Regions from separate parts of the Sus scrofa genome. Here regions 2 and 3 are each linked to region 1. Evidence: chromatin contacts called from public HiChIP or PLAC-seq data. All regions are on one chromosome and are shown on one strand. Each heading gives the region's core, a stretch centred on a gene start, on an enhancer-like site or on the middle of the called end of the contact. The rest is flanking DNA. Distances are from core to core; before and after follow the strand shown. Region 1 holds the start of SNRK (SNF-related serine/threonine-protein kinase). Region 2 overlaps LOC110256580 (a long non-coding RNA gene). Region 3 overlaps LOC110256581 (a long non-coding RNA gene).

Region 1 (3,354 bases), core at 515-3,014:
TTAAAAATATTGCCTAAGCATAATCAGATCATGTTACCACATTGATAGTGTGGAACTGAAAATGGGTCATGTTCTTGCCAGCAGCACTTCAGCTTCCCAAGAAACACTGGGGATGCATAAATGATTTACCACGTGGCCGGTACGGCATCCCTCTCTGTGGAAGAGAATTTGAGCAGACTTTATTTAAACCAACGTATTATTCTGTTTCTTTCATTTATTGTTTTGCTATTCTTATGCCCTGTTTTTCTTATAGAATTTATTCAAAACCTGAGTGACCCAGCAGCAACATTAATACTTTCTCTTCCTAGGGCTTATCTACTGAAGCCATTGTTCTGTAGTTACTGTTCTATCTCAGGGGCTAGAGACCTAGCAATAGAGGCCTTTTAACCACTGAAAATCCTCTGGGAGAGCATTAGAGTGGTAATTTCACCCCTTTACTTGGTGACAGGGTTCCCTGAGTAGTGATATCTCCCTAAGGAGAAAAGTGCAAGGCCTTCTCATTTTCCAGCAACAAAGGAAGGAATTCCATAAACCAAGTTAGAAGCTGTGAGTTATTCTTTCTAAGCCAGTGTTATCCCAGAGTTGGAGCCTTGACTCTGCCCTGAGGGTCAGAGACCCCCTTTAATAGAAAACCTTACTTACTACCCTGAGGGTTTGCACCTCCCAACAATCCACTCCTGCTTCCCAGTCATCTTCAGACACCTGGGAGAGAGTCTGAAAGAAGAGCCTTCTGACATTTGCAGGTCCAAAGAGACTTTTGCTAAAGCTATCTAAATTTCTCTTCTCATCCAGACGATTTAATCAAACTTGGAGCACCTAAGCAGTAGTTTTTGTTTGTTTTACCCCTGCTTGTGTCTTTCACTGCGAGGGTTCCTTTCTTCCGGGAGGGGTGGAGATCAAGGGAGAATCAGGGAAAAGTAGGTTGGAGAAATCTGGCATCTGGCTTGTCACTCCCTTCCAGGAACCCTGGAGAGCCGAACTCCATTGCGCGCCAAGCTTCCAAGAGTGGGAGACGGGAGCCCTTGCTCCTCTTTGCCACCCTCCCAAACCCAACCTCTGGCCTGCGCTAAGCTCCCTGCGGGAGCCACCCGGCTGGTGACCATGCTGCGGAACCATCTAGTGTACGGTTAATGCCCGGCGTGTTCTGAATCCCTGACTTCATGTTTTAATACTTCCCACGACTTTTCACCTTTCCACGCTTTTCCTGAGGAGGCCGCCTGGCTAGGCAAATGCCTCCCGGTGACCTTTAAAGCCAGCGCTGCATTCAAATGCTGGGTTTTTCTCCTTTTGTTTAAATAGCAACAAAATCAACAAAATTCCTTCAAATTGGATTCCCAGAGAGAAGAAACTGTAGAGAGAGAGGAAAAAAAATATATATACGAATACATATTGAACACTTTCCCTATTCTTGCTTAAACTTGTGTCGGGAGATGGGGTGAGCCTTTAAAAGGGTACAATGCCCTCATCCCCGGGGCCCAGGACGCAGAGTCCTGTGAGGATGCGGTCCCTTCTCTCCGATTTCCCCCACTTTTCTGGGGGGAATTGTCCTTTGTCCCTACTGCTTACTCCTTCATCATCCTCTCTCCTGCTTCGGCGCTCGCCCCTTCCTACCGCCAGCCGCAGCGCAGACACTGGGGTCGAGAAGCTGCCAGGATGCCCTCCAGCACCACGCTCGCGGGAGCCCGCAGGTGCTCCCCGCCCCGCCCTCCCCGAGGCCCGGCCCCGGCGCACGCGTCATAGTGACGTATGTCTCGCGCAGGCGCATATCGGCCCTCAGCCCCACCCCCTCCCCGCGGCCCGCCGCCCGCTTGGTATTATGATTAGCGCTGGGTGCGGGGATTCGGCGGCCGGGAGGGAGTCTTTGGCGCCGCGGCCGCTGTGGACTGACGCCGCCTGCCAGCTGAGGTAGGAGCGAGCGCAGAGCTCGGTCAGGCGCCGCGGCCGTGGGCGGGGGTGGGGCCGGCCTCCGCCGCCTAGTCGCCTCGGCGGTTGCCGGGCTGGGCTCTCGGGCCGGGGCGCCCGCCGCAGGCGGAAAGTAAGTTGCGCGCTCCGCGCTCTCCGCGCCGGCCGCGTCTCGGGCCCGGACTGCGGCGGCCCAGACTCGGCGCGGCGGCGGCGGCGGCGGGGCCTGGCGCCTGGCGGCGGGCGGCGGCGGGGCCCGGACGGGAGCGGGCACTGCGGCGGCTGGCCGCGGGCGCACCGAGGCCCTGCCCTTGGGGCCGCAGCGGGATTGCGGCACCTCGGGAGGCGCCCGCATCCCCACGCCCCGCCCCGGAGCGGGCCGAGTGCGGCGTGTATTCTTCACCAAATGTGTTTTCCTTTCTCAAAAGATCTAGCAATCTGGCGCAGCAAGGGAATTCCTTGCTAAAACTGCAGCCGTACAATAGAATGGGGATATTGTTGTCTGTAGAGAAAGGGCATCGGGGTAAGGAAGGAGGAGCAGTGCCATTCCCAAGGGACAGCTAGAATTTTTCAGATTGGAAAACCTCCTTTCTTTTCCATAGTCATCGCCTGTTGATTTCTTTCTGGACCGTTTTGCAAAAGCCTTCCTGACTTTAACTTGGACTTGGGATCTAGGAAAGTGACAACCTTTTATCCTGGGCCGGGAGGGGTGGTCCTGGAGCTGTGCTGTTCCTAACAGTTGGATCAGATAAAATCCAGTCGCTTTATAGGGAGTTCGGTTCAAGTCCAGTATTGGAGAGGTGGGGTTTAGCAGTAGTCAACCGACAGACGTCTGAGAATATAGAATTTTTCAAACTGTCAAGTTACTTTTTCCTCCTTTCCATTTAATTGAGTACATTTTCACAGTCTTAGGAGCAGCTGGTAAAGCTGACTTAATGCGTTTCACGTTTTATGGTGAAAGGTGAAGCATGGTGAGCAGGTGATGAACTGCAAGTGTTTGGCAGCCTGTTTAATTTCCACCGGATTCCTATCAAGCATCAGCTGCTGCAGTTTAGGTTCCTTGTATGGGGTTGGGGAACTAGCCTCAAATCAGTCTAATTTATCGGGATCTGTCTCAGTGTACTTTAAAGCCTAGCGTTGTCAAGGTTTATGTAATCAATTTGTTAATTTATGATCTTGCTACATTGCTCTCCAGATTTATAAAATCATTCCCTTGAGGAAATCTGTCTTCAACGTCTGCTTAAATATTTCTGTTGGAATTGGATTCCTGAAGAGGAATGTACTGTACAAGTGGTGATTAAAGTGTTCTAATTAGACAAGTTTCTTTAAAAAAAAAAAATCATGTTGATTCTTCTGTTTGACTGTCTAATTGTTCCTCTTAGGAAAACAGACGACATTCCCATTTTACAGAACTAGAAATGAAAGAAATTAAATGACATTCCCAAGGTCACA
Region 2 (3,354 bases), core at 589-3,088, 120 kb before region 1:
CTTATATAAAAAATATATATTTATATATAAATATAATACATATAATACTTATATAATGTATTATATAACATAAATTATATTTATATTATATATAAATATAAAATGATTTTATACCATTTTCCCCTTCTTCCTACCATTTTGTTGATTTTCTTGGCCTGCCATTCCGCATAAGAGAGGTAACATATGGTAAAGGAATTTTCCTCCTCCGGGCATTTTGGAAATAGTTCAAAAATGATTCTTTGGCCACTGTTGGATGAAATGTGTGCTTTCTTTTATGAAACCTGCTATTTTAGAATCAGGGATCATAAAACTGAACAGAGTCCAGGAAACACGGATGGACTCTTGCTACAGCAAAACCCTTCTCCCACAAAAGAAGGGGGCTACACAGACATGTGCTGGATTAGAACCCAAACATCCACAGTAATTGGGCCTCAGTGCTTCCTTCTCTCCTTTTTTTTTTTTTAATTTACTTTTTAGGGCCACGCTTGGGGCATATGGAGGTTCCCAGGCCAGGGGTCTAATTGGAGCTGTGATCACCGGCCTACACCACAGCCACAGCAACGCCAGATCTGTCTCCTTTTTTTGCTTATTTGCATTTTCCAGTTTTTCTCCAATGAACATGTAATGTTTATATAATGAAAATATTTTTAAAATTTAGTAAGATAAGGGGGAAAAGGACAAATAAAGGCATTTTACATGTAGCACAACCTAGTGTCAGAGGATGGTAACAGATGTTCCCCAAGAAGAGGTCTCGTGATGAAATAAGTTGGGAAACAATGAGTTAAGCAAAGCTATTTGGATTTTTCTCCCTGCAGTACCTCTCAGAGCCTTTAAGATGCTGGCAGGTAGTGTGACCTTTAAGAAGGGGCTGTTTCTAGCAATTTTACCAACAGTAACCGATCTCTGAAGCCCTCTTGTGAAGAGTATCTCTGTTCACTGAGTGTCTGTGGGACACATTTTGGAAAATTGCTCCCCCAAGCACTGCCTGCGAGCAGAATTGGAGAAACAATCCCAATCCCATTAGGCTGCATCCTCGTGAGATCTGCACAGCTGAATGATGGGGATGCCTTTTTAGAAGAAGAAACCTGAGACTGCGTCGGGCTTTCAGACCAGGGGCGCCGCTGCAGTCTCACTGGTTGATTAAGAACTGTGGTCAGGCCCATGACAGATTTTATTATCAATTAAGGGACCTGGAAAGTAAGAAAAACATCCTGAAGCATCTAGTTGGTAGGACACTGGGCGTTTGGTTCAGCAAAGACTGTAGGCCATGACTAAACAGAAGGCATCACCCCTTAATTCCAAGGGCATAAAATATCCCTGCAAATGAAATGGTCCAAAGGAGAATAAAAGGAGCAATGGAGAGTGGGTGCAGCAGACAGATGGGAGGCTGCCCATATCTGCTGGGGCCTCAACATGACAAGGGCTGGCCCTCCATTTGCCAAGATCCGCATCTCTGCCTGGAACCTGCGAAGGCCGTCAGGCCCTAAGTGCCTAAGAATTGATGGCCAGCAGCCCGCAACCAACGAGGAACTCTCCTGCCTCTCCAGCAGGATGACTGAGGTGCTAAGTCCATACTGGCTTAGAGAATTCCCCGGTGGGCCGAATCTCCAGTTGCCCCTAGTGGCCTCTGGTTTGCTAACAAGCCTTTTATTAGCTGCCTTCCCTTCCCTGCCTCCCTTTGCCTAGGAAACTGGGTTAAGTCCTGCAGGAATTTCTCTCCTGGTAAGATTCCTAGTAAGAAGGCCTGTTTTCCTGGTTTCCATAATCCTCCAAGCCATTGCTCCACTCCAGGGAGTGAAGAGCAGTTCCCTCTGATTTCTGACAGAGGGCAGCATTTAGTTTTCTACCACCACCAGGAGATGTATTCCTAGGACTTGCAAATGACTCCAGCTCAAAATAAAGGAAAACAAATTGAAATGAGGATTTTAATCACTGCGAAGGGAATGAAAGGCTGTGTCAGCGTTTCCATGGTAAGTGCCGTCTTTCAGGGATTTATCATCCCAGCTGTAAAAATATGCTTTATGCTAGGATTTGGCAAGAGCAAGGCTTCAGTCACTGAAAAATCTATATATTATTAAAGATTCCACTTTCAATCCAGTTGGAAATGTGACTCTGTCCAAATGGCACAGAATGCCCCTCTGCCCCTCGGGGCTGCCAACAGAGCCACTGCATCCCTGGCCAATTCCACTGGGCACCAGCTTGGAGAAGTGGCAGAGGCACAGCCCCTGGCCCGGTTGCACTAAGGAAGACGCCTGGATCTCTGTGGAGGCAAAGTGGTCCTGGGCTGGGGATAGAGTCGGGTAGGGGGTGCTGTCTGTGCGGTTGCAGGTGGCTCTGAGGACTGGCACACCTTCTCCCTCTCTCACGCCCTGGGTCCCAGGGCCACTGAGGGGGGAGAGGGGCGAGGTGGGCGAGGGGTACCAGTACAACCACACAGGCTCCTCCCCCGCACCCCGGCTCATGATGCAGAGGCCCCGATGTCGTCACAAGGGGAAGAATCTTAGGCTGAATTGACCGGAAACCTTTGGCTCATTCTGATTTTAGCTCGCAGCCTGAGCTCCGGGCATGTGAAGGGAATGACAGTCATGTGATCAGCCAACAAGGAGGCAGTTTGGGTAACACAGGACCTGGTCTGAACCTTTGTGATATCACATTAAAGTCACGTCTGCTTGGGTTCAAACAGGACCAGATTTACAGAAACTTTGGTGTGCTCTTTGTTTGAAACAGGGTGGTGGGCGTGGAAGGGGAGCACTTTACAATAAAGAAAAAAGTTAAGAGCAGAAATAGCAACTTTTTATAATCTGAAATAAATCTTTAGTAGGTGCCAGTCCGTGTGCTTATCACGTCTTAGGTATTAGCAGTTGCATCTTTCCCTGACACAGTGGTGGGTATGTTACTTCCATTGAAAAGGTGAACAAATCGACAGTCCCAGGTTGAGGAACTCGCCCTCAGGGAGGGCTCATGCAGAGCAGGTGGCAGAGTGCACCCGCGTTCTGGACTCCAGTAGGGTCTGAACTCCCCTCCGTCGACACAGTTCAGGAGCAGCGCTTTGGGATCCCATCAGCCCTTCTCCTCCTGCCAGCGGGCAGCCTGGCACAGTCCTCGTCTGTATAGCAGCCCCGCTCATTTCTCCGGCTGGGACAGATGACTGCTGCAGAGGGCAGACCTCGGAGCAACGGCTAAGCTTAAAGGGGCAGACTGGCTACCAGGCACAGTCGGCAGGGCTAGGTATGTGTTCTCTATGTCATCTCATTCACCACCACTCCAGCAACTGCCCCAGGCAGGTACTTGTGTTGTCTCCATTTTATAAAGAACACCAGGAACAGAGAGAGCAAATCATTTCTCCAAGGTCAC
Region 3 (3,354 bases), core at 243-2,742, 100 kb before region 1:
CTGTCCCGTCTGTGGGTTTTGCCACTGGAAGTTTCCAAAAGGCCCAGTAAGATCCATTCCTTTGGCTGACTTGCCATATGAAATGCCCCAGGCTTGTGGCCAGAGCTTGGAGGATATTCCCCCTCCCATCCCACCCCTTTCTAAGTCTGACCCCAGGGCCTCACCCAGGTGAGGGTGACACAGACGCAGAGCTCAGAACCACACTGGGAGAGGACCTCAACCTCATCTAAAGCGAACTTTGACCTTTGCTATTTCCCATCAGCTTTGTGGGGTAATCAGAGGGACCAGTGGGGGAATAAAGCTGCATTTACCAAGCTTAGCACTCATTCCCTCATTAATCCTCCGAGTCACCGATATGAAGCAGGGAGAGGCCAAGTGCTATTATAGCCTTTTAGCCACAACAGTGGGTAATGACCTGCCTGTGTTGTGCATGAGTCATGAGCAGAGTGATGTCCAAGCCCTGATCTCTGGACCCTGGCGCAGCGTCTCTCCTCGCCTGGCAGTGAGGGAGTGGGGGGAGGGCATGTGGGCATCCTTCTTTCACTTTCCATGGCCCTCTGCTTGCTGTGGAAAGGCAGGCATCATGGACAGAGATTGGCCTAGCAGCTGCCTAAGCAGTGTGATCTCAAGTTCAAAGACGGACATCTTCCTTCTGCCATAGGTCTGCAACCTGCCCAAATGGTTACCATTCATAGTTCTTAGTGGCATTGGCAAGAGTGAGCTCCTGGCCCAGATATTTGGGAAATATGGGTGACTGGCAGCCTCTGCTTCCCTGATGCCTTGTCTCTGGGTCTTGGTCAAACATCGCCTCTCTCCGTTGAAGTGTCAGCCAAGGTTGGTTCATCAGCCCAGCTGAACGCTGGGCAGAGAGTGGCACAGATCCATTTTGCTTGGGATGGAGGGAGTCACAGAAGCAGCCATGGACATGTGGAGCAGGTCATCTCAGAGGCAGACTTGAAGGCAGGAGGCATCTGCGGTTGAGGCCAAGGCTATGGAGAGAGACAAAGGGGAAGCAGGTCCTTCGAAAGTGCTAAGGACACATGTGCCCCAGACTCACACTTGGCTTTGGTTGAAAGGGTTTTTTTGGTTTTTTTTTTTAGGGCCCCACCCACAGCTTATGGAGGTTCCCAGGCTAGGGGTCAAATCAGAGCTACAGCTATTGGCCTACACCACAGCTCACAGCAATGCCAGATCCTTAACCCACTGGGCAAGGCCAGGGATCAAACCTGCCTCTTCATGGATTCTAGTCGGGTTCATTACCACCAAGCCACTATGGGAACTCCTGGTCAAAAGGCATATTGCCTGATTCCATTTATTACCCCTTTACCTTGTGCCAGGCTCCGGGCAAATCCACCTTCATGTGATCTCAGTTTCCAGGTGAACATCTGACACTCAGAGAGGTGAACTGGCCGTGTGTGTGCATAGCCCAGAAATGGTTGAGCTGGACTTTGAACCCCTGCCTGTCTGGAGCCTAAATGATCCCACTTTCCAGAACATTCCTGAACATTTACTCACAGATCTGAGTAAGTTGTGGGGAGGGAGGGAGAGAGGAAAGGAGGAGAGCAGCTCAGACGCAGAGAGGAAATGGCAGGGTGGAGGCACGGGAAATCCTGGCTGTGTCCACATACGCTGTCAGCACAGAAACGGAACTGTTTTAATGTCAAGGCTGGATGCAGCCCCAACAGAACGGCAAAGGCAAAGTGTGTTTGCCTCTGCAGCTGGCCTTTAAAATACACTTTCCTCAGCAGTTGGAGCCTTGATGAACATCTAGATCTTCCTAAATTAAAGCCTTTGAAACAAAAATAATAATTTCAGGTTACAAAGCAAATATGCTCGGGCTTTGTGGCTAGATGTCTGTTGATCTCTGACATCCAGGCTATTCCTGCTCACCTGGTCCCTGCTTTTATTGGATTTGCTGGAAGGCGTTCTGGAGAAAAGGGGACATCCTGGATAAAAGATGGCCCAGGAAATGGAGGAGGAAGGCAGGCCCAGCAGGGGCTGATGACCACAAATCCGGCAGCACCTGCCAAGTCCCTGAATTGTTGGCCTCATTTGACCCCTGCGTTCCTTGCGGGTTCGTTTTGCAAGAGAGCCACGGAAGGTTCTGGAGCCCTGTCTACTTTGGGGTGTAGGACTCCCACCCCCCTCAAAGTTCCCTGGGAAAACTTCCCATGCAAATAAAGCTGCAAAGGCCCTCCCACCGCAGTGACAGTCACTCCCTGCTGGGTCACTGTGAGCAGGTGACTTTACTTCTCTTTTCTTATCTGGAAGAGGAGAAAGGCTGTAACACTTCAAAAGTGCAACCTCTTAGGGTCATGATGGGAACACAAAGTGAGAAGGGATGCCAGGCACTAGGAAGACCCTGGGGCACAGAGCACAGGGAGCTGTGCTATGAAGGGTGCTGGTGAGGCTGTGGAGATCACATGGGCCGAGGGAAGCCTTATTGCACACGTGCTATAGGTCAGAAGAGGTGACCTCCTTCAGGACTTTCAACAATCCCTTAAGGAAGAGGTTATCACCAGCAATTATAGATAAGGACTGCAGGAGATAAAGAACTGCCTACGGTCATGGAGTTTAGGGGCCACACGTCAGCCTGGCTCCAGGCACTATTGTCTGATTCAGCGCCCCCTCTGCCCAGAAGCCCCACGACCGGGCCTGAATTTATATTCCCGATACCTGCTTAGGTTGTCGGGGAATGAAACCACTGCCCTCAAGGTAAGAGCTGGAACAGGGGCACAGGTACTCCCCATTCTCCGACCCCCTGTGGGTGGCCTTGTCTGTCATTTACAGACAGTTAGTGGGGCCAGAGGGGAAGACACACCAAGGAAACTGAAAAGCGAGAACAAAACTAGAAGAGGAGTTGGCAATGACGTCCTGCCGCACAGCACATGGAACCATATCCACTCTCTTGGGAGAGACCTTGATGGAAGATAATAGAAGAAAAAGAGAATATGTATATTACATAATACATATGACTGGGTTACTGCTATACAGCAGAAATTGGCACAACACTGTAAACCAACTATACTTTAATTCAAAAATAAAAAATAACATAAAAGAGGAGTTTGGGATCCTCAGGGGTGGGGGTGGGGGGGCAGCAGGAAGGGCTGCCTTCCAGCAGAAACACTTTTCTATTTTCTGCCTGGCCTTTGAATGGCCTCCTGGAAGAACAGACTCCAGGCACAGGGACAGGAGAGGCAGGCACTCGGGGACAGCATGTGGATGACTGAGCACCTACCCCGGCTGGCCCTTGGGCTAGGATCTCCTTTAATTTCCACAGCAACCCCAGGAGACGATGATTAGCATGCACTTTACAGACCAGGCAACTGGAGCCCATTAAAAGAAAACAAGGAG

What was found. HiChIP or PLAC-seq counts read pairs in DNA pulled down with a chosen protein or histone mark.
Region 2: a contact with region 1 is called in an H3K27ac HiChIP or PLAC-seq map of skeletal muscle, with 4 times the contacts expected there. The contact joins the enhancer-like site here to the promoter of SNRK in region 1. A contact is called at or near these places in 1 of 5 promoter capture datasets (liver), 9 of 47 Hi-C or Micro-C datasets (brain, embryonic fibroblasts, fetal heart ventricle and 5 more) and 1 of 2 datasets of contacts at active chromatin or transcription factors (skeletal muscle).
Region 3: an H3K27ac HiChIP or PLAC-seq map of skeletal muscle shows a contact between it and region 1. The contact joins the enhancer-like site here to the promoter of SNRK in region 1. A contact is called at or near these places in 1 of 5 promoter capture datasets (liver), 11 of 47 Hi-C or Micro-C datasets (brain, embryonic fibroblasts, fetal heart ventricle and 6 more) and 1 of 2 datasets of contacts at active chromatin or transcription factors (skeletal muscle).

What each region holds. Positions count from the first base shown.
Region 1 is chr13:26,667,444-26,670,797 of Sscrofa11.1, forward strand. It overlaps SNRK (SNF-related serine/threonine-protein kinase), which reads left to right and starts at 1,765. Exons shown (of 8, transcript XM_021071714.1): 1 at 1,765-1,905. The coding sequence starts at 1,817. LOC102166555 (a long non-coding RNA gene) reads right to left here and starts at 1,683. Exons shown (of 2, transcript XR_306751.3): 1 at 1,567-1,683; 2 at 1,132-1,348.
Region 2 is chr13:26,548,898-26,552,251 of Sscrofa11.1, forward strand. It overlaps LOC110256580 (a long non-coding RNA gene), which reads right to left. Exons shown (of 2, transcript XR_002338245.1): 2 at 1,912-3,354. Among named protein-coding and RNA genes, the nearest start is that of POMGNT2, 47 kb to the left of the region's middle. Within about 2 kb of position 1,839, at least 25 of the 83 cell types and tissues checked have an H3K27ac peak or open chromatin away from gene starts, as enhancers often do. A contact at or near this core is called in brain, fetal skeletal muscle, liver and 3 more, where this site is marked.
Region 3 is chr13:26,568,104-26,571,457 of Sscrofa11.1, forward strand. The region is part of intron 1 of LOC110256581 (a long non-coding RNA gene); the gene reads left to right. Among named protein-coding and RNA genes, the nearest start is that of POMGNT2, 66 kb to the left of the region's middle. Within about 2 kb of position 1,493, at least 35 of the 83 cell types and tissues checked have an H3K27ac peak or open chromatin away from gene starts, as enhancers often do. A contact at or near this core is called in embryonic fibroblasts, liver, retroperitoneal adipose tissue and 2 more, where this site is marked.